4 separate regions of the Mus musculus genome follow, and all the other regions are linked to region 1. A link is a contact called in public HiChIP or PLAC-seq and promoter capture Hi-C data. All regions are on one chromosome and are shown on one strand. The core of a region is the stretch at or near the end of the contact, and the rest is flanking DNA. Distances in the headings are between cores, read along the strand shown. Region 1 holds the start of Zbtb34 (zinc finger and BTB domain containing 34). Region 2 holds the start of Slc2a8 (solute carrier family 2, (facilitated glucose transporter), member 8). Region 3 overlaps Garnl3 (GTPase activating RANGAP domain-like 3). Region 4 holds the start of Garnl3 (GTPase activating RANGAP domain-like 3).

Region 1 (3,313 bases), core at 345-2,844:
TTGGGAGGCAGAGGCAGGTGGATTTCTGAGTTCGAGGCCAGCCTGGTCTACAGAGTGAGTTCCAGGACAGCCAGGTCTATACAGAGAAACCCTGCCTTGAAAAACAAACAAACAAACAAACAAAAGACGCCCAAGTGGTCTGGTATGAAATAGTAAGGGTAGATAGATGGTCAGTCCTTTAAGACATTTGGCAGGAAGGCCAAATCCTTAACATTTTAGACTCCATTGTCCTTAACACATGCAAGCACTGTCACCGTCGAGAAACCAGATTGTTACCCACACATTCAATAAGAATCAGTTAAAATGATGAGCCCCAGCCGGGTGTGGTGACGCACGCCTTTAATCCCAGCACTCGGGAGGCAGAGGCAGGTGGATTTCTGAGTTCGAGGCCAGCCTGGTCTACAGAGTGAGTTCCAGGACAGCAGAGCTACACAGAGAAACCCTGTCTCGAAAAACAAAAAAAAAAAAAAAAAAAAAAAAAGATGAGCCCCCAGGCTGGGTTCACAGGGAAACAGAATCTCATTGCTGTGGACATTGTGAACAAGCCCAGACTTCCTGCCCGAGGTAGTCTGTTTTGTTTTGCTTTTTCTTCTTCTTTTTAGCTGTTCCTTTTTATTGTATGTGCTGGGTGTTTTGTCTCCATGTATGTGTGGGTACCACGTACATGCTTAGTGTTGGGAGAGGCCAGAAAAGGGCGTTGGATCTCTAAAACAGGAGTTATAGACAGATTGAGGCCTGACATGTGGTGCTGAGAATTGAACCTAAACAGTCAGCTGTCTTTTTAAATTAGATATTGTCTTCATTTACATTTCAAATGCTATCCCAGTCAGCAGTCTTAACTGCTGAGCCATCTCTCCAGCCTGTGGGTTCTTGTATTATTATTATTTGGTTTTTCGAGACAGGGTTTTTCTATAGACCTGGCTGTCCTGGAACTCACTCTGTAGACCAGGCTGGCCTTGAACTCAGAAATCTGCCTGCCTCTGCTTCCCAAGTGCTGGGATTAAAGGCGTGTGCCACCACTGCCCGGCTGGGATCTTGTTTTAAAGCCAGATAGCCTTCTTTTTGCAGAAGAGAAAAGCTGCCCAGGTAGTTGGGCATGGGGACTCACACTTGTAGTGTAATCCTGGGTACACAGATCTGTTTGAGTTGAAGGCCAACCTTATATATATAGTGGAATTCTGTTTTTTAAGACCTTGTCTCAAGGCAAGACCCTAAAATAATAAAAATAGAAATAAAGAACTTAAAAAGCATGGCTTAGCAGGTCGTAGGTGTGGGGCTTTCCACAGGCTTAGGGTCCGGGTGCACACGGTCGAGTCCTGCTCCGGCCAGCAGGTGGAGCCAAGGAGAAGGCGGGCGGAAGGCCACGGGCCGCAGAGTCGGGATTTCAGGCTCCAAACCCGGGTTGCTGTTCAGCTACCCGCCCGTCTACTGGTCGGCCTGCAGCACTAGCCAGGAGCTGGGATTCCGACCGGCCCGCCGCGAGAAGTCCGGCCATATCGACACCCGCCCGGGTCCGCGCCTGCCCGGAAGCGCGGGCGCCGAGGGGGCGGGGCCTGGAAGCGCTTCCGGGGGCGGGGGGCGCGGGCAGGGGCGGCAGCGGGAGCGGCGGGGAAGGGCCTGGCGCCGGCGGCGGCGGCGGCGGAGGGGGCGCCGCGGGCGGGCGATGTGAACGCGGCGCGCGGCCCAGGTGAGGCTGGCGGGCTGCGGGCAGAGGCGGCAGGGTCGGGGCGACCCGTGGGGCGGCTGTCCGACCTCCCCCGTGAGCGCGGCGGGACGGGGGAGAGGCTGCCTGGTCAGTGTCGGGGCCGGCCGGGCGGGGTCTTGAGGCCCGGGCACCTGCCGGAGGCCAGGCGCTTGGCCCCGAGGGGTGGCGACCCGGGGCAGCTGCCCTGCACCCCTCCAGCCTCCGCCCCGGGCGGCTCGCTCTCCCTCCCGTACCGAGGGGTCTTAGTGACCGTTGTCCCCGGAGAGCCAGGCCCGGTTTGCGGGGGTCAGCGGGAGGCTGCCCAGGAGCCGCTGCCTCTGGCCATCGCCGTGTGCCAGGTAAACAGGCGGCGCGTGTTAAGCTTGGCCTGGGTGGTCTGCGTGGCCACTGGCGCAGGGCTGAGGACGGACTGGGGAGGGGGCGTGTTAAAATACTGCTCGCCTAGGCCAGGTGACTGTTAGGGGGCTACTCAATTCTGGGACGCCCCATCTTGAGGTTTTCAGCAAGTCTTTCCCATTCCATGCTGGGCCTCAGTTTCTCCATGTAAGAACTGAGAGTTTAGATGAACTCCCTACAGACCTCTCATGCTGTGAATATCTGACATTGCAAGGTCTATGCCTGGTTCAACACGCTGGGCAGTTCTACCGATGTCTCCCCCTCCACTCCAGATGTAGACTTTTTAACCACTTCGTGCACTTTGCCTCGGGGAGGTTTAAAATGATTCCCAGAAGGGTTTTCTTGGAAATAGCTTTACTGATCCTTCATCGTTCCTTGCTGCCGTCCGTAGTTTTCCCGTGGAGCGTTTTGCATGCAAACATTTTGCTGTCCGTATTTGCCCATTCTCTCTTTGTTCCCTAGTCTAGGCTGTTTTTGCTTCACATCTGGATTATTGCAACAGCTTCTTAGTTGGTCTCTGACTCCAGAGGTTTCACCCTCCCCCATCCTTCCTTTATGCTAACGCCAAACTTAGTGTAGGAAGTTTAAAAAAAATAGTAGAGTGCTTGCTTAGTAAAAGTCAAAATGCAGTTGAGTGGTGGACGAAAGGAGTTGAAGGTACAGTGAGTCTCCAAGGCTTTACAGTGGGTGTTCAGACATTGCCTGTGACTAGGTGATGTCTGTGACACAAGGCCACGTCCCGTGGAATTCAGCAGGAGAGGTATAGGTCAGCGAAGGGTGGTACTTGAACTGTGTGTTAAAGGGGAGTAGGATTCAGATAGGGAAAAAAGGATCCTATGGAGTTAGTGATTAGTGCAGCTTCCTGGCCGAGGAGGGGTAAGATGGGAGAGGAGGCGTAGGAAAGGTTGATTAGGCTTGGTTCCTGAAAGATCTTGAACACTAGGCCAAAGTTGAAACTATTCTAAAGGCAGGCATATTCCAAGAAGAGACCAGGGTTGCTAGAGGTGGAAGGAATAGAGGCTAGGACATAGGAATAGTGAGCTAGGGGGCCATGGCAGTCAGAGCCATGTTGAGAGCTGAACAGTGAGTATCCTTTCTGCTTGCTTCACGCTGTCCAGTCTTTGCTACTTCTCCAACCCCCTTTCAAGGGTCTCCACGGTTTGGCTTTTTCCCTCTCACCTGAACCTAACCTTTTTTTGGCCTCTGTTCTCC
Region 2 (3,313 bases), core at 477-2,976, 450 kb after region 1:
GATACAATTCATCCATGACCTTTACTCTGCAGACATCAGAAACCTGATGCCTATTGGGAAAAAAAGAGAGAAGAGCAGGTGATTTCAAAGCAGTGATAAGATCTATCACCCAAGCAGGAAACTTCGTAGAAGGACAAGCCGGTATTGCCCGCCCGCCTTTAAGAATAGTCTTGTGGGCTGGTGAGATGGCTCAGTGGGTATGAGCACCCGACTGCTTTTCCAAAGGTCCGGAATTTAAATCCCAGCAACCACATGGTGGCTCACAACCATCCGTAAGGAGATCTGACTCCCTCTTCTGGAGTGTCTGAAGACAGCTGCAGTGTACTTACATATAATAAATAAATAAATCTTTAAAAAAAAAAAAAAGAATAGTCTTGTGATCAAAACTTCAAACTGCTGGTTGCTACAATTGGGTGGCTGCAGTAACGTAAAACCACTGTACAGACGGGATGGGCATTTTAAGGCTTAGCCTGCTCACAGCCCTCTAGAGATGAAGACACCCAGGCACAGAGAGGGACTAGGTGCCTCTCACTGGTTCTTTCTACATCTGTACGGATGAAGCTGCCACAAAGGTAGCGATTAAGCAGAGCAGTAGAGGCACACAATCACAGGGAGACTCGGGGCGGGAGGACAATAGAGATAATTACCATGATCGTGGGGTAACCAGGGAACAAGGGAATCACTAAGTTCCACTCTGTCCCACTTCTGGAATGGGGGACCTTGCCTGACAGGGTCCTCATCATCTCAGAATTCTAGACATTTGTAGCACTCATGATGAAGGTGAGCTGCTACCAGAAGCACCAGGTCAATGTCAGAAAGTCCAAGGATAGGAACAGGTGGCCCAAGAGAGTTTTCTTGGAGCCTTTTCACCCTGACGCTCTCTGAAGCAGAAGTCAAAGTTGGGGAGGAGCCTATTCCAGGGAACTGTGGGTAGTAAGGGTGGGAAGTCTTTCGGGAGCCAGTGTGATCCATCGCTGACCCACTACTACCCTCATTAGTGGAGGCTAGATTTAGAGACAATTCCATATAAAAATTAAAATAAAATAAAAGTAAAAATATAAAGGATGGCTCAATGCTTACGAACACTTGTTCCAGCAGAGGGCTCAAGCATGCACACACATGGCTCACAACAATCTCTAACTCCAGTTCCGTAGGATCTGATGATGCTTTCTGAATTCTACAAGCACCAGGAATGCATGGGACACACACACACACACACACACACACACGTGAACATGTAAACAACACTCATACAAATAAAGTTTAAATAAAAGCAAAAGAAACCACCAAAATAGGGGCAGCGAGATGACTCTGCTTGTAAGGTGTTTGCCCTCAAGCTTGACGACCTCCGTTCGATCCGGAGGATCCACTTGGTGGAAGGAAAACAAACTCAGGGAAGTTTACTTCGAACGTGCACAGGCACACTGTCACCTCTGTCCATCCCCCCCCCCCCCACTCCCTCCAGCCCCCAATAGATGATTAGAGGGAAAAACAAAAACAAAACACCCAAACAATCTTTCCATTCTCATTGGCAAGCTCAGACCTGATGGGCCACGCCTTCAGACTCACACCACACTCCAATTGGACAGTCGTGCCTGGGTCCCGGACACAGCTCCCTGCAAACCTTTACTTGGGTCGCTGGCGTAGTTCAGCTCCATTGAGCTTTGCAACCGGCTCTGTACTTCCATTGGCCAGCTCTGGTTGGGGGCCGGGTTCTAGCATCCCATTGGTCACTCCTGCAGCGGAGGCCGCGCTCGCCCGAGCGGCGACAGTTCGCGGGTCAGGTCCTGCTGACATGTCTCCCGAGGACCCCCAGGAGACGCAGCCGCTATTGCGGCCACCGGAAGCCAGGTGAGGACTCCCAGGGGCCGCGGTCACTCTCTCACGCCCGGCGACACCGCTCACGCCCCGCCTTGTACCCGTAGGACTCCCCGCGGCCGCCGGGTCTTCCTCGCTTCCTTCGCCGCCGCTCTGGGACCCCTCAGCTTCGGCTTCGCGCTCGGCTACAGCTCCCCCGCCATCCCCAGCCTGCGGCGCACCGCACCCCCGGCCCTGCGCCTCGGAGACAATGCGGCCTCCTGGTTCGGGGTGAGCCCTCTGGGGAGTCCTGGGTCCCCCACTCTCTGCCGCACCCCAGGATCCTCCTCATTCTCTTTCCTCTGAGACTAGGGGGCGTGGGGTGGAAGGATCGTGGGCCATGGCCCCTGGTGGCCTCCTCTTCAGCCCGTCCCGGGTCCCCAGGCCGTCGTGACCCTGGGCGCTGCTGCAGGGGGCATACTGGGCGGCTGGCTCCTGGACCGTGCAGGGCGCAAGCTGAGCCTCTTGCTCTGCACCGTGCCCTTCGTGACTGGCTTTGCTGTCATCACCGCGGCCCGGGATGTGTGGATGCTGCTCGGAGGCCGCCTCCTCACCGGCCTTGCCTGCGGAGTCGCCTCACTAGTGGCACCGGTGAGTGGTTTGAGCCTCCTAGATGACCTTTGCCAGGCAGGGGGCAGCCGGTCAGCAGCGAGGCAGTTCCTTACTGATCTTTTACTCTACTATGGTGGTGTCACTGTATGCTAGGCAGCGATAACGGGAATGCCCCTATTTTCTTGTTAACTGGGCAGTTCTACTCTGGTTTGTCCCTAGGATAGGCTGCAGGCTCCCTTCACTGCTTGCAGTGAAGGCTACATATACCTTGCAGCCCACACACCTGGACCACTTACCTGGACACAGGCTTCTCTCCCAGCCTCAGTGCCCCCCTGTAAAGTAAGGCCTAGTCCCGAGGTGGTTTCGGCCTTTGCACAGGAAACTGCTGGCCCGGGATAGTGTCTGAAAAGATTTAGACCCTAGCAACTGAGGGTCACCAGCAACCTGTGGCTACACACTTGGATGACCACCCATCCCTCCTTCACTTCCATGGCCTCCTGCTTATCCTCTTCATCTGTTGGAGGCGTGAAGGAGCTAGAGGAAAGGGAGACTGGGGACCTGTGGGTTGTTTTTGTTTTGTGTTTGTTTGTTTTTACTAGAGCATAAAGTATAGGATAATCTAGAAGTATGTATGGATAATGTCTAGTGACTCCTGAGATTAGAAGTGATGGCACCCCTGTTAGGACTGGGCTGAACAAGGACACATCAGACAGCAAGGGAGAAGTCTTTCGTTCTAACTCACATCTGTGCATATTAAATGTGTGCTGGGCTGGGCCTGGTGGCACATGCCTGTAATCCCAACACTTGAGGGTTAAATACATGAAGATCAGGAATTCAAGGTTTTCCTCAGCTCGGGAAGCTAGCCTAGGCTTCATGAAACTCTATCTCAATCAATCAATCAAGC
Region 3 (3,313 bases), core at 273-2,772, 420 kb after region 1:
CTAAAGACTTGGTCTTCATACCAAGATTACAAAAAGGAAGGGTGATTAATCAAGCAGCCACTAAATTTGTCACTTTCTCCTGTCCTTGCCTTCTCTCCTTCCTGTCTGCATACAAACCCTTTAGCTAGCTGGGGCGCATAGGGAGAGTGCATGCTGGCCCATGCTGGGCTCGGCGGTACACAGTGAGCCTCTGTTTCCAGCACACAAGGAGGTGCTCCATTCTTTTTGACTCCACATGTTTAAGGTGTGAACAAGTTTTCTGAACACTTTTGAGCATCTGGTTCATTCTTGGTTAACTAGGGATGTTACTAGTGCTGACCAATTCTGGTAAATGAGGCATCTAAATTAAAAAATGTAAGACGCTTCATGGTCTGGCACCTACTAAACCCTTAGAGAATGTGACCTGCCACTCCTGATGATACTGTGGACCCATAAAATAATTGCAGTTATTCACCCAGATACAACAGTACTGGAATTATCATCTCATGTTCTGAACAGGCAAATCCTCCTGGCAGCATTACAGAGCCCCTAGTACCAGAACAGAAGGAAGGACTGTGGCTGATAGACTGACTGTCCTAAGAGTCCACTAAAGGACTAGAAGCAAGCTCTGTAACTCCAGCTCCAGAGGATCTCAAGCCTCTGGCCTCCAAGGGCACCTGTACGCGTATGCACATACCCACATGCAGACTTACATATAATAAAAAATAATAAAAATGGTTTTTAAAAACATATTAGCACATCAGCCAGTGATGGCACACACCTTGAAGCCCAGCACTGAGGAAGCAGAGGCAGGTAGGTCTTTGTAAGTTCCAGGACAGCCAGAGCTACACAGAGAAACCTTGTCTTGAAAAACAAAATGAAACAAAAAAACCATATAAGCAGACTACTATTGATACAGACAGAGGCAGGCTAGGGATAGGATTTGCTCACTTTAAATGTAAAAGAAGCTTTCAATTTACTTTCTTGAGAAATGCAAGCAATAATATAAGATATGATAATTTATATTATAGCATCCAAAGGAAAATAATTGCTGCTTCTCCCCACACACCCCACACACCCCCGTGTTATTCAGTCCTTTACAACCCAGTAAACCTGGGGTTGAGACACGCTGCTCTTTCTTTGGTGGCACCAACAAGAAAAACGTAGCTTCTTTTCATGTCCCCGCTGCTCTGCCCACCCCCATAGAGTTCTCAATGCTACTGAGTGATGCATATCAGGACTTCTCCCATGCAGAGCGAGCAGTGCCTGAACTCCTTCTAAGACCTTATGAGAACTCTACACGCCAACTCCGTCCTTGACCAGCGAGGCTCGGGTCAGCCCCAGGCATGCATCACAGGTGGTGCGGCAGGGTAACCAGACTTCTTTTCCAGATGACCTCCCATCCGTGCCCGTGTTTGACAGAACTCTACCTGTGAAGCAGATCCACGTGCTGGAGACCCTGGACCTTCTGGTTCTCAGAGCAGACAAAGGTGCCGCCCCTCAGATGGCTGCTCCAGGAAGAGCAAAATGGCGGGTGACCCACTGCAGCCAACCCGCAGGGTCGCTGGGTCTGGGGCTGTGGCTCATATCACTGTTCCTCTCCCTGGTGTCAGTGCTGTGGTGCTTTGGTGGTTCACTTGTGGGGATAGCGGAGGGATAGAGAGTTTCATTCTCCCACGATTGTGTAGAGCAAGTGTGCTATGGGGTAGATGCAGTTGCTTGCATCCCAGAACCTCCCAACCCTGGTTTGTGTATCTGACCTGGGAGTCCCAACAGGTCATCTCACTTCGCTATCTGATCCCTCTTCCTTCTCTCTATCACCAGGGAAAGACGCCCGCCTCTTTGTCTTCCGGCTCAGTGCTGTGCAGAAAGGCCTTGATGGCAGGCAGACTGGAAGGAGCAGATCTGACTGCCGAGAAAACAAGCTGGAGAAAACCAAAGGTGAGGGCTGGAAGGAACTCAGCCAGGGCAGTGCTTGCCTGGACTGAATGAGGCCCTGCATTCTATCCCCAGGCTACGGAAGCCACCCCTGGCCACACAGCAAGTTTGAGACACTGTCACAAAAGAAGAAAGAAACTATTTCTGTTAAAATGTCCAGGCCACTGAAAATAAAAATTAATAGTGGGGATGGAAAGAAATATAGTTCCTCCTTATAGAATGAGGAGTACGGGTGTAGGTCAGGGAGGAGCACTTGCCAAATAAGTGCTGGGCAGAGCCCTGGGTTTGACTCCCAGAACTGCCTACATGGAATCTCAGCTTCCCTAAGAAGCTACAAAAATAGGAAAGCAGGTTGAGGACGAGGAGTTTCAGCCTTGGACCACAGGTCTTGGAGTGAGTTCAGCTCTCTTAGCTACCCTGTAACAAAAGACACTTTGGGGTTTTGGTTCTAGAGTCCTGATTAACCTCTACTTCCATCTCTATTGTGTAGCAGATACAAAGCCAAGCACTGGGCATAGAGACCTGCCTGACCCAGAGGCCATGAGCAGTTGTAGCTCTTGCAGAGGACCCAGGTTCAATTCCAGGCATCTACATGGCAGATCACAACTGCCTGTGCTCCCCTTCTGACCTCCTCAGGCTTTGGATATACACATGGTGCATGTGCACACACGCAGGCCAAACACTCACACACACTGTCTCATTTACCCCTCTGCTGTGGGCTAAGATACCGTGACCAAGGCAACTACAGGAGGAGCAATTGACTGTGAGCTTATTGGTTCAGAGGGCAAGTCAGTGATGCATGGGATGACAGCAGGCAGGCAGGCAGGCAGGCATGGCACTAGAGCAGAGACTCAGAGTTCATAACTAGAGACAGCAGCCATGAGACAGAGAGAGCTATTACCAGGGACAGTGTGGGCTTTTGAAACCTCAAGGCCAAGTAACACACCTCCTCCAACAAGGCCACATTTCCTAGTACTTCCCAAACGTCCCACCAACTAGAGACCAAGCCCTCAAATATATGAGCTTATGTATGAGCTCAGTATATGAGCTCAAGCACTCAATGTATGAGCTCAAATATGAGCCATTCTCATTCACACCACCACACACCTAAGGAAACCTAAAAAGAATACTAATAAATAAAACCAGGTGCATAAGCTGTAGAATAGAAGGTTCATGCCTTTTCTAACCGTGTTTTTATGTCATCTTTCCTGGTATGTTAGTTATTTTTCTCAAGAAGCAATTTAAAGGAAGGAAGGACTTATTCTTGCTTACAATCTAATAAGGGATATGGTCCATTATGGTGCAATGGCTGCCCATGTTCCAATGAAGCTCTGCCTTTTTAAGGTTTCACAGCCTTTCAAAACAGTGAGACCAGCTGGGGACCAAGTGTTCAAAC
Region 4 (3,313 bases), core at 474-2,973, 300 kb after region 1:
CTCTGACTTCCCAGATGATGGGCTGTAGCCTGTAAGACAAATAAAGGCTTTCTTCCCTAAGGTGCTTTTGATCACAGCAACAGAAACTGAACTAGAAATAGATGGCAAAGCCATCCTTACTTAAACTCAGATGAATTTCCACACCCAACTACAGTGCAATGTTACAGAACTCAGATGATGCATCCGACTCGGGGAGGAAATGAGGGGTGGAGGTTAGAGCTGTCACAAAATTGGAAGGTTATGAATGAAAACCTGAACCCACAACTGGTAGACAACCAAAGCTCCCCTCAGCCTCACTGTGTCAGACCACAAACAGCCACCAGGAGACAGTAGTACCTCCTTTTGCTGACTGGTTAGATCCTGAGGTAGCGCAAACCTCATGGTGGACCCCAGTTCAGGCAGGAAGACCCGCACCATCCAGGCACTCCTGAAGTGAGAAAGAGGCGACATGGGCGGGGCTAGATAGGCGGGACTTGTAGGCGGGGAAGCTAGAGGGCTCTTGGGGTGGAATAGCCAAGGGACGAGAGAACAAAATTGCTCTAAGTACAGACCTCAGCTTCAAGAGAAAAGAGGCGGAGCTCCGGGGTTGGGGGCCATGCCTGTGGGCGGGATGTGGAGAAAGGCGGCCCCCAAAAGAAGGCGGTGCTACGATAGAAAGGACCAAGAGGTGCTGAGGTGAGGAGGGTCAGCAGAGAATCCAGCAATCGGAGCTGTGGAGCGGCGGGCCGATAGAGCGCTCTGTGCTGGAGGGGTAGGTGGGAAGGGCCTAGATCTGTGGGAATGGTAAGGAGCGGGAGTGATGGGCCGTGGACCCGACGAAGTTGAGGATCCAGTGGGCATTGGGAGCCTGCGTGCGCTACACAGAAGAACGGAGGGAGCGCGGGTAGAAGATCTTGGTGAGGCCAGTTCAGGAGGGGCGTGGCTGGAGCTGGTGTAGAGGCAGGGTGGGGCCTGCACTGGTCTGAGAAGGGCCGGAGAAACGGAGATCGTTAGCTCGGGGCGTGGCCTGTGCCCAGACTAGGGAGTGAGGTGGGTTTGGCTAAGAGATGGGGCGGGCCCTTGGCAAAGCTGAAGGGCAAAGGGACTGACTGGATAAGGGTTTGGGGTGGGGCCTGAGCCCACTGATAGGTAAGGCTTGGTACTTGGGGCGGGGCACGGGTGGAGCCTGAGCAGAGCTGAGAGGAGATCTGCGTGATTGGGGCGGGGCAAAGGCGGACAGGGGCGGGACCTGAACCTAATTCAAATAGACTGGGTTGGGGCGGTGAGGGGGCGGGGCCTAAACCCAGCTGAGTGGTGAGGGAGGATCTTCTAGATTAGGGGCGAGGCAGGGGGAGGGCCAAGGCCTCAAAAAGGACCAAAGGGAGTGGATTCGGTAGGAGATCAGGGAGGTTCCGGAGACTAGCTCCGGAGAGATGAGGCAAACTTCGCTAGGCTAGGGGCAGGGCTTAAAGCCAGAGGTTCGGAAGAGGCGTACCTGCTAGAATGGGGGCGGGGCAGAGGTGAGGCCTAAAGCCAGAGGCGTGGTTAGGCCGTTAGAGTAGGGGCGGGGCCTAAAGCCTCAGGCGTGTTCAAGGGACCTGATTAGAGTAGGGGCGGGGCTTGGACCCCGCGAATAGTCTGAGGGCGTGGTTAGGCTGGAGTTCGGGGCGGGGCCTGAGGTCCCAGGCTGGGCTGGAGTTTGGGGCGGGACAGAGGCGGGGCTTGGGTCCGGTGAGGGGTGCGGGGCGGGGCGTGGGCTGCGGCGCGCTAGCTGAGCGTCCGGCCGAACACCGCCGAGGCCCGAGCCCACCCGAGTGTGCCCGAGCCGTCGGCCCCCGCCCGGGGCGATGGAGCAGGAACCCGGCGGGGCTGCCGCTGCGCTCCTGCGGCAGAAGAGGGCGGCGCTGCGGCGCAGGGGGTGCAGCTTTGAGAGTCCCAGGTACCGTTGCCCCGGAGGGGTGCAGCCTCTAGGGGTGGGAGAGGGGAGTAGGCCACGTGGGGGTTGGCGGTGTGAGGGGACAGAGTGTGGCGAGGCCGCGGCGTGGGAGGGAGTCGGCGCAGAGCCCAGTAGAGCGGCCGGGCCACGCTGAGGGAGTGCCCAGCGGGAGGGCTAGAGACCTGTGTCCGGCCGGCAGATGATGTGGACGTCCGAAGCCTCGGCCCTGTGACAGGCCCTGCACACTACGGCTCAGGGAGGTCTTGGGCTGTGGAGAACGCGACCTGCCTGCTTCTAAATGCTCAAGGACAAGGTCGGAACCCCTAAGCCCCCAAAAGGACACCCTTTAGGCTTCTCTTGCTTTCTATAATCCATCCTCGCACCCCAAGTGCCTGGCCACCTGCTGCCTATGGCCCCGCCCATCTGTGGTTGGGGTGGGGGGCACCCTGCATAGTTCCTAGGTCCTTTCTCTTTCCCAGGTTGTCCGTGCCCCTCCCGGACTTACCTTCCTTAACTGGCGCCCTCCTGAGGAACCAGCCTGGCCGTAGGTGAAGCTTGGCTGCTGCCGGACACGCCCTTCCCTTTGCGGCTCTTGCCCATGCCTATCCCCGGCTTACTCCCACCTCCAAGGAATTCCTTGTAACTTGAAATGGGTCCTGCTTCCAGGTGGACTCATTCCTTTCAGAATGACTCCAGCACCACCATCTGGGCCAGATTTTCATCAGTATTCTGTAATAATGGCCTTAGGGAGGGTATCCTGAAGCCAACCCCCTTCCTCCTAGCCTACTGCTGCCTGCACCCCTGAGTTTTTAATTGCCATAGCATGGGTAGGGACGAGGAAGAGAAAAAAGATGTAGGACTCTAACCTCCACTGAGGTGGAAAAGAGAGTTCATTTGCTAAGGCACAAAGCAAACCAGCCAAGATCCTTAAAGGAAGGTGTGATGCCCTTAATTGGCCTTTCTCAGACTCAGTCCTTGACACACTGCTCCAGCAGTTCTGATGCTGTGTGGTAAGGACAGATATCAAGGCTGCTCTAGCCGCTGCCCTAGCCTCTTCCCCATCACCACAGCTGCCTCAAGCCTGGCCCATCACAGAGCCTGAAGGGCTTGGGCACTCCTCCCTCAGGCTGTAGAACTGCTCATCAATTCTTTTTGAAAGTCTTTCTTGAACTCTAGGCTTAGCTTTGTGTGATCAGCACCTGGGCATCTGCCAAGAAGGTTCTAAATATTTGTGTGGTGACCTGAGTGGAACATTTCCCTTCCATAGGAGACCCAGGCAGCTAACAATCTCTATGGCTTGAGCATGAAGAATAGGAAGAGGTATACCAAGAGACTGGAGCAAAGAGAATCTCTCAGGTCTGAGGCAGCCTGCTTAGGACAGTGCTGCTACAGAACTTC

The links. HiChIP or PLAC-seq counts read pairs in DNA pulled down with a chosen protein or histone mark. Capture Hi-C pulls out chosen DNA fragments and counts their contacts.
Region 2: a contact with region 1 is called in a promoter capture Hi-C map of liver. The contact joins the promoter of Slc2a8 here to the promoter of Zbtb34 in region 1. A contact is called at or near these places in 10 of 39 promoter capture datasets (the 3T3-L1 cell line, the C10 cell line, the HPC-7 cell line and 6 more), 2 of 484 Hi-C or Micro-C datasets (both in embryonic stem cells), 16 of 115 datasets of contacts at active chromatin or transcription factors (the 230-238 cell line, the SCID.adh cell line, T-cell acute lymphoblastic leukemia and 9 more) and 4 of 9 other capture datasets (adipose tissue, embryonic stem cells, liver and 1 more).
Region 3: a contact with region 1 is called in an H3K27ac HiChIP or PLAC-seq map of embryonic stem cells, with 3 times the contacts expected there. The contact joins the enhancer-like site here to the promoter of Zbtb34 in region 1. A contact is called at or near these places in 2 of 39 promoter capture datasets (the 3T3-L1 cell line and the C10 cell line), 5 of 115 datasets of contacts at active chromatin or transcription factors (the 230-238 cell line, bone marrow-derived macrophages and embryonic stem cells) and 1 of 9 other capture datasets (adipose tissue).
Region 4: an H3K4me3 HiChIP or PLAC-seq map of bone marrow-derived macrophages shows a contact between it and region 1, with 4 times the contacts expected there. The contact joins the promoter of Garnl3 here to the promoter of Zbtb34 in region 1. A contact is called at or near these places in 25 of 39 promoter capture datasets (the 3T3-L1 cell line, 3T3-L1-derived adipocytes, the C10 cell line and 16 more), 2 of 15 datasets of contacts at CTCF or cohesin (the NIH/3T3 cell line and large pre-B cells), 5 of 484 Hi-C or Micro-C datasets (CD4 T cells, CD8 T cells, bone marrow-derived macrophages and 1 more), 20 of 115 datasets of contacts at active chromatin or transcription factors (the 230-238 cell line, T-cell acute lymphoblastic leukemia, bone marrow-derived macrophages and 11 more) and 4 of 9 other capture datasets (adipose tissue, embryonic stem cells, liver and 1 more).

What each region holds. Positions count from the first base shown.
Region 1 is chr2:33,429,605-33,432,917 of GRCm38.p6, reverse strand. Zbtb34 (zinc finger and BTB domain containing 34) reads left to right here and starts at 1,594. Exons shown (of 3, transcript NM_001085507.1): 1 at 1,594-1,687.
Region 2 is chr2:32,980,496-32,983,808 of GRCm38.p6, reverse strand. It overlaps Slc2a8 (solute carrier family 2, (facilitated glucose transporter), member 8), which reads left to right and starts at 1,726. Exons shown (of 10, transcript NM_019488.5): 1 at 1,726-1,851; 2 at 1,926-2,088; 3 at 2,242-2,448. The coding sequence starts at 1,796.
Region 3 is chr2:33,005,405-33,008,717 of GRCm38.p6, reverse strand. It overlaps Garnl3 (GTPase activating RANGAP domain-like 3), which reads left to right. Exons shown (of 30, transcript NM_001355200.1): 20 at 1,371-1,469; 21 at 1,804-1,920. Among named protein-coding and RNA genes, the nearest start is that of Slc2a8, 25 kb to the right of the region's middle. Within about 2 kb of position 1,522, at least 2 of the 459 cell types and tissues checked have an H3K27ac peak or open chromatin away from gene starts, as enhancers often do. A contact at or near this core is called in embryonic stem cells, where this site is marked.
Region 4 is chr2:33,129,029-33,132,341 of GRCm38.p6, reverse strand. Garnl3 (GTPase activating RANGAP domain-like 3) reads left to right here and starts at 1,723. Exons shown (of 30, transcript NM_001355200.1): 1 at 1,723-1,918. The coding sequence starts at 1,827.